Linked DNA regions of Mus musculus: region 2 is linked to region 1. A link is a contact called in public promoter capture Hi-C data. All regions are on one chromosome and are shown on one strand. The core of a region is the stretch at or near the end of the contact, and the rest is flanking DNA. Distances in the headings are between cores, read along the strand shown.

Region 1 (3,785 bases), core at 389-2,888:
AAGACTATCAGCTTCTACTAAAATGAGAACCCACCGGCACCGTGGCATCACTCGATAGAGTAACATCTCTCGGTTCCGACCAAGCACCCGCTGAATCAGGAACTGCCCTTTAGCAGGGTCTCGAAGATCACAGTGACATTAAACCTCCAGAAGTCCTAATTTGTCACGTCGACTTTCTGTTCTCGAGGTTTTCTTTAATACACTTCACTAAATCTGTCCCCTCTGTTTTCCCACGAAGCAGTTCTTTTAAACCTTACCAGTTCCCCGCATGAGGTTAAACCCAAAGGCCACTTTCCCTTTTCCGGTTCCCTTTTTGCTGGCTCTTCCACAACTTGAGATAGCTGCCGCTCCCATTCCATCAAACTCCCTCAGCAACACTGCTGCCAGGGCTCAATCTTTGGGTGTCTCTCCTTCGCCCCACTTACACTCTTACTAGTATCCTCTGGTTTAAGGCCATTCATAGTATCTGTGGGAGTGACATCTCATGGTTTATAGTTCAAGGCTTAGGGCAAGATGCGAAACATGGAACATCTCCAGAGTCTCCAGAGAGAAGATAATTAAATAATTACCTTTTTGTTTGTTTGTTTATTTTGGTTTTGGTTTTTCGAGACAGGGTTTCTCTGTGTAGCCCTGGCTGTCCTGGAACTCACTTTGTGGACCAGTCTGACTTCGAACTCAGAAATCCGCTTGCCTCTGCCTCCCAAGTGCTGGGATTAAAGGCATGTGCCACCACGCCCAGCTTTTTTTTTTCTTTTTTCTTTTTTAGATTTCTTTTTAAATGTTTATTTTATGTATGTGAGTACACTATTGCTGTTGCTGTCTTCAGACACATCAGATCTGGGGGTATCAGATTCCTTCTTTTTTCAGATGGTTATGAGCCACCGTGCGGTTGCTGGGAATTGAACTTAGGACCTCTGCAAGAGCCAGTGCTCTTAACCACTGAGCCATCTCGCCAGCCCTTAATTACTCTTTCTTAATAGTGGATATTCCCACACTTCCGAACCTTTAGCTTCTCACTTTTTCTGATTTAACTTATGCCTCCGTTTAAGCTCCTTGAGGACAAAATCCATACCTCATTTACCTCTGTATCCCTTAGTCACAAGACAGTTCCTCATCGGTAAAGATTCAGTAAGTGCTTATCAAGGAGAATTTTCTTACATACACAAGGGCCTTGGATATTTCTTTCCAATTTTATTTATTTATTTATTTATTTATTTATTTATTTATTTATTTATTTATTTAGACAGGGTCTTTCTTTCCAATTTTATTTATTTATTCATTCATTCATTCATTCATTCATTCATTCATTTATTTATTTATTTATTTATTTATTTATTTATTTATTTAGACAGGGTCTTACTACATGGCCCTGGGTGAGCGGAAACTGTCTATGTAGCAGAAGCTAGTCATGAACTAAAAAAAAAAAAAAAAATGTATGTTTGCCTGCCTCGAACTTCCAACTGCAAAAGCTGCCACTCGGGGTAACAGGCTGTTTCTTGGGTGCTAGAAACCAGTCTCCAGCAAAGTGACCACATAGCCAACCTCCTTGATGCTGTTGTGCGAAGAGTTTAAGGTGTGCATGAGACAAGAGGTGGTTTGGATACCCCACTGGGTTTGCAAATGTTACCCAGTGAAAGCCACAGAACACACAGCACACAGAACACACCTTGAAGAGCTCAGTATAGAGAGGATGATGAAAGGCTGAGTCATCGTGCTTTCATTCCAGCCAGGGTGACTTTCTCTCTTCTCTTGCATCTCGGCTCCAATGGGGTCATCACGCAGAGGTTCTCCGTGGTCATCCCTTTAGAAGCTTATTTTCTTGGCGTATCTATGCAATCCATTCATGCTGCTTTGTTTCCATCATTTTAAATTTCCCTTACAGTAGCCTGAAATGATTTGCTCCAGGTTTTCTGCTGTACATGTCTCACCCCATGCTCAGAAAAGTGCCTGGCACACACTTCATGCTCGGTACATAATTTGTTACATGAACAAATGAATGAGTAGAGACAGCCTGAGAACACGAGGGACTCTTTGATCTAGAACATCTGTCGAGAGTTAAATTTAATATTTTATATTAACTGAGGTGGGAGTTGCCTCAGTGTCACTGAGCGGGATGACCTGAGCTCCGGCTCTGGAACCCACGCGGTGAAAGCAAAGGGCAGGGTCATCATCCTTGAACCTACACACATGCGCTAGCACACTCAGTGTCCCCTAGAGTAAATAAAGTAAAATAAGGAAGGAAGGGAGCAGGTAAGTAAGTAAATAAATACATAAATAAGTAAAATGAAGGTAATATGAGTTTTAAAAATATAAGATTTGTATTAAAACTTGGTGTTGGGCATGACGGTATGCACCTGCAATCCCAACACTTAGGAGAAAAAGAAGAGAACTGCAAGCTTGAGGCTAGCCTGGGCTACATAGTGAGTTGTAGCCCAGCAAAGGCTACATGCTGAAACTTCATATCAAAAACAAAACAAGCCACCTGGTGGTGCTGGTGGTGGTAGTGGTGCACTCCTTCTTTCAATGCCAGCACCCGGGAGGCAGAGGCAGGAGGGTCACTGAGTTCGAGGCCAGCCTGTTCTATATTTCAAGTTCTAGGACACTCAGGGCTATACAGAGAACCCCTGTTCAAAAACAATCAAACAAACAAAACAACAATAACAACAACAACAAAAAAAACCAAACAACAGCAACAAAAAACAAACAATCTTCCAAATCCAAACCCAACCCCAAACCCTAAACAAACTCCCAACTTGGTAATGAGGAACAATTGAGAAGGGTGCTGGTTACTTCACTGGGCTATCGCCAGCCAATGAAAATCTTGGGGGGAGGGGTCTTTCACATCTTGAAATGACAAATGTTTTAGACACTGCCTGTCAAGCTAAGATGAAAATATTTTACAGCGGGCTTTGCACCTTGTGTTCAACAGATCTCCACCAGTAGACTAATTTGACGGTTTATTTGGCATACGTGACATGTCAGTAACCAGTGTAATTTAGCTACCATTTATATGGAGCTTTGGAAGAGGACAAAGGACAATACACAGTATTTTTTAATTATTTATTTTTTCATATCGCATCTCAGCTACAGTTTTCCCTCCCTCCTTTCCTCCCAGGCCCTCTCCTCGAATCTCCATCTTCCCATAATTCATTCCATCTCTGTTTCCCTTCAGAAGAGGGCAGGCCTCCAGGGATATTAACCAAACATGGCATATCAGGCTGCAATAAGACTAAGCAACTCCCTTCATGTTAAGGCTGGAGGAAGTAACCCAGCGGGGGGGGGGGGGGGGAAGGGTTCCCAAAGCAGGCAAAAGCCACAAAGACATCTCCGCTCCCACTGTTATAAGTCCCACCAAAACACAAGCTACACAATTATTAACATATACGCAGAGGGTCTAGGTCAGACTCATGCACATGGCTCTGTGACTCAGCCGGGTCAGTCTCAGTGGGCCTCTATGAGTCCAGGTTAGTTGACCCTGTGGGTTTTCTTGTGGTGTCCTTGACCTCTCCGGCTCCCACAGGAGCTCCACCTAGTGTTGGCTGTGGGTACCTGCATCTGTTTCCAGCAGTTGCTGGCTGAAGCCTTCTCAGCTGACAATGGGCTAGACACCAATCTAAAAGTATAGCAGAATATCATTGGGAATCCTTTCTTTCCTTCCTTCTTTCTTTCTTTCTTTCTTTCTTTCTTTCTTTCTTTCTTTCTTTCTTTCTTTCTTTCTTTCTTTCTTTCTTTCTTTCTTTCTTTCTTTCTTTCTTTCTTTCTTCCTTCCTTCCTTCCTTCCTTCC
Region 2 (3,945 bases), core at 825-3,324, 1.7 Mb after region 1:
CTGCTTCTCCCACACTTTGCCTTGCGAGGTCCATTTCACCTTGGCTTTAAAGTGTTAGAGACGCTGAAGCTCCGCCCCTTGTCCCCACTCTGCACCTGGCCTCATTCTTTCATTCTATTCGTCATCACCTGGCTCTTTCACCTCGTGAGCCGTGTTCTCAAATATTAGCTTAGACCGCTTTCTCTTTACCCAGTCAACATAACCGGCAACAGAAGTTACTTAGGAGGAGTGGGGGCCACTGACTGTGAAGCAGTTTCTTGGTGTGGTTACAGGGTCACAAGCATGGAGCTACGGAACAATCCTTTATTACGGAGAGCAGCCTGTTGGGTGCTTACGGAAGCCCCTGGCTTGATTTCCAGAATGCAGGAGGCTGGGCGGGGCGGCACATGCTTGCAATCCTAACCCTCAGGGAGCAGAAGCAGGAAGGTCAGAAGTTCAAAGTGACCCTTGGCTAGGGCCTTTGAGGTCAGAGTTGCGTGAGATCCCATCTTACAACAAAACACCCCCCCCCCCCCCACACACACACACACACAAAACAAAGAGCAAAATTATTATATTATGGGCTTGGTTTTTTGTTTGTTTGTTTGTTTGTTTTGCTTTGTTCTGGTTTTGTCTCTCGGTGAGAGTAGATCATAAAGAGCCTTTCTGCTCACTTTGTAAATCTTTTCAAAACTAAAGCAGCTGGAGTGATGGCTCTGCGGTTAAGAGCACTGACTGCTCTTTCAGGGATCCTGAGTTCAAATCCCAGCAACCACACAGTGGCTCACAACCATCTGTAATGGGATCTGATGCCCTCTTCTTGTCTGAAGACAGCTACAGTGTACTAATACATAAAATAAAAATAAATCTGTAAAAACAAACCTAAAGCAGCTGGGGGGGGGGCGGGGGCGGGCGGGACATCTCTGAGTGAATTTCCAGCTCAGAACACAAGAACAATACCCTCATGGACCACTGACCACTTCATGCTTCGCTGAGAGAAAAGGACATAGAATGACGCCCTCCTGTCCTTGCTGGCAAGAACAATGGAGGTGAGGCTCTTGGGCCCCTAGTTCAGAAAGTACCATCCCCCCTCACTGTTAGCATTTCTTCTAGGCTCCGCCCCACAGTTACCTGGCAACAGCCAGGAGTGCCTGACTCACTATAAAAGGGACTGTTTTCTCCTCTCTCTCTCTCTCTCTCTCTCTCTCTCTCTCTCTCTCACACACACACACACACACACACACACACACACACACACACACCCCTTCTCTGTCCCTTCTCTCCCCATTCCCCTCCCCCACTCTCTCTCCACGTGTTCATGGTCTCCTCTGTCTCTTTCCCTCTCCCTTCCCCTCCCCCCCCCCTCCCTCTCCCTTTCTCTGTCTCTACCACCCCCTCAACTCCCCTCCTCATGACCTGAATAAACTCTATTCCATACTATATCTGACACTTGGCTGGTCCCTCAGCAGGAAGGAATGCCTCAGCAAGGGCCTGCGCCTCACCATACCAAAAATATCCCTGGCCTTTCTGTCTTTCTGGGTAGTGGTCGGGGTGGAAAGGGAACCGGTTCACTGGGGGTGCTCCACCAGTATTATCACTCACTTGTCTGAAATCTTTTACCTATGGTCAGCTCCATTATTGTGTCTCCTCCAGCACGACCACACACAGAGGCCCCTCTCTGGCTCTCCTGGAAAAAAAAAAAACAAAAACAAAAACAAAAAAACTTATTTTTCACAGTCATGGTTCCTGGGTTCCAAATGTTTTGACTTACTGAAGTTTCCCAGGCGTGCTCAGGAGACACTTGGAACGAAATTGCTCATGACATTCAGGTCCCGGTTCTAATTCAAGCTTTATGGCGGGCCCCTCTAGAAAAAATAGAACCTCTCCTAAGATCAAAGGGATTGGAGTTCCCCACACCCTCGGGGTTTAAGATGAGGTCTCAGCCCTGCTATAGATGGGCTAACTCATGGCTGAAATCTAATGTTTTCTTGAGGCAGAACTAAGTTTATCAAATCTGGACAAGTCTCTGTTGCTTTAGAGGTAGGCGAATTTCTATACATGTGGCACCAGGTGTGCTCTCTCCCTCTCCCTCTTTCTCTCCCTCTTTCTCTCCCTCTCCCCCTCCTCCCTCTCCCTCCCCCTCTCCTCCTCTCCCTCTCCCCCTCTCTCTCCCCCTCTCCCCTTCTTCCCCTCCCCCTCCCCCCTCTCTCCCCCTCTCCCTCTCCCCCTCCCCTCCCCTTCCCTCTCCCCCTCCTCCCTCTCCTCCCTCTCCTCCCTCCCTCTCCCTCCCCCCCCCCTGTGTGGTGTGTTCACACAGTGTGATGGTTTGTATATCCTTGGACCAGGGAGTGGCACCATCTGAAGGCGTGGCCTTGTTGGAATAGGTGTGAACTGGTTGGAATGGGTGTGTCACTGTGGGTGTGGGCTTAAGATCCTCACCCTAGTTGCCTGGAAGTCAGTCTTCCACTAGCAGCCTTTGGATGAAGACATAGAACTCTCAGCTCCTCCTGCGCCATGCTTGCCTGGATACTGCCAGGCTCCCACCTTGATGATAATGGACTGAACCTCTGAACCTGTAAGCCAGCCCCAATTAAATGTTGTTTTTTATAGACTTGTCTTGGTCATGGTGTCTGTTCACAGCAGTAAAACCCTAACTAAGACACACAGCAATATCCTTTATTTGAGCCCAGCAGGCAGTGTTCAGGTGTATAATGTATGATCATACATCTTCTCTTTCAGTGGTAGAAAAAAAAATCCCACAGAGGCTTTTAATGTATTCAGGACTTGTGTTCAGCAAGGTTTTGAGCAGCAGAGAACCCATTTATAGGGAAATTAATGATTCAGTTTCTCACCTGTAGTTGGAAGGAAAAAAAGAATGTATCTTTCTCTGTTAGCTACTGTGATAGACAAATGCTCTTGTCCTACCAGGAGACCTCATTCCTTTCCCAGCATGCCACTGGAGATCCAGCCCTCCTCTGAGATAAAGCACTTCTGGGTCTGCTTTGAGCTCAGGCATTCTTTCCAGGTCAGTCTCAGGAGTTGCATGGAGAGTGCAGGAGCTATGTCTTGTAGCAGTTCCCACAAAGATCACAAGTCCATCTTTAAGCTGTTCTTGTCCACTGCAGCTCTTACTGTAAACCATAACTGAAAAATCAGCTCTCTTGTGGGCCCCACTTTTCAGGCTTACTAGGTGTGTGTGTATGTGTGTGTGTGTGTGTGTGTGTGTGAGAGAGAGAGAGAGAGAGAGAGACAGAGAGACAGAGAGACAGAGAGACAGAGAGAGAGACAGCCAAGGCACATGTGTCAGAGAACAACCTTGGGCCTTGGGTGTGAGTCCTTGCCTTCTGCCTTGTTTGAGGCAGTCTTTATTGGTCCGTGTTGGAAACACCGGGCTTTGGACTTATAACTGTTCCTCTCTGCTCCCCATCGGGACACAGAGGCATGTCTGTGTGGGATCTGGAGATAAGAACTCAGGACTTTCAAAAAGGGGCTGGGATGGGAGGAACTGGGACAAGTAAAGGGAACAAAAACCATAATCAGGATGTATTAGATGAGAAAAAAAATTGATTTTTAATGAAATGTGGGAAAGGAACTTAGGTCTCAAACTTAGCAAGTTGAGCCATTGGGCCGTCTTGTTAGCCCAGTTTTGGTTTTTTTAAAAATATACAATTTACAAGGACTTCAGAGAGAAAATGGAGGAAAAAGCTTTGTGTATTTACCCCCAAATTGAGCCTTTTTGATTTTGAGTAGTGGTACCAGGAACTAAACCCAGGGCTTTAGGTATGCTAAACATATACTATACACCAGTGACACCCTCTAATTCTCAATTTCCAGTTTTAATTATTTCTAATTATGAGCCCTAGTCATCTTGCCATTATTTTTACCCACACTCACTCAAAAATGTTACACTCGTTACATTGCATTACAATGCTTCATTGTTACATCATATATTCACATACATATATC

Evidence for each region. Promoter capture Hi-C pulls out the DNA fragments that hold promoters and counts their contacts.
Region 2: a contact with region 1 is called in a promoter capture Hi-C map of embryonic stem cells, with 5 times the contacts expected there. The contact joins the promoter of AY512931 here to the enhancer-like site in region 1. A contact is called at or near these places in 6 of 39 promoter capture datasets (the 3T3-L1 cell line, 3T3-L1-derived adipocytes, embryonic stem cells and 2 more), 2 of 115 datasets of contacts at active chromatin or transcription factors (both in embryonic stem cells) and 1 of 9 other capture datasets (embryonic stem cells).

What each region holds. Positions count from the first base shown.
Region 1 is chr8:43,330,188-43,333,972 of GRCm38.p6, forward strand. No RefSeq gene overlaps it. Among named protein-coding and RNA genes, the nearest start is that of Zfp42, 25 kb to the left of the region's middle. Within about 2 kb of position 1,639, at least 6 of the 459 cell types and tissues checked have an H3K27ac peak or open chromatin away from gene starts, as enhancers often do. A contact at or near this core is called in embryonic stem cells, where this site is marked.
Region 2 is chr8:45,063,344-45,067,288 of GRCm38.p6, forward strand. AY512931 (cDNA sequence AY512931) reads right to left here and starts at 2,075. Exons shown (of 5, transcript NR_033588.1): 1 at 1,751-2,075; 2 at 1,582-1,666.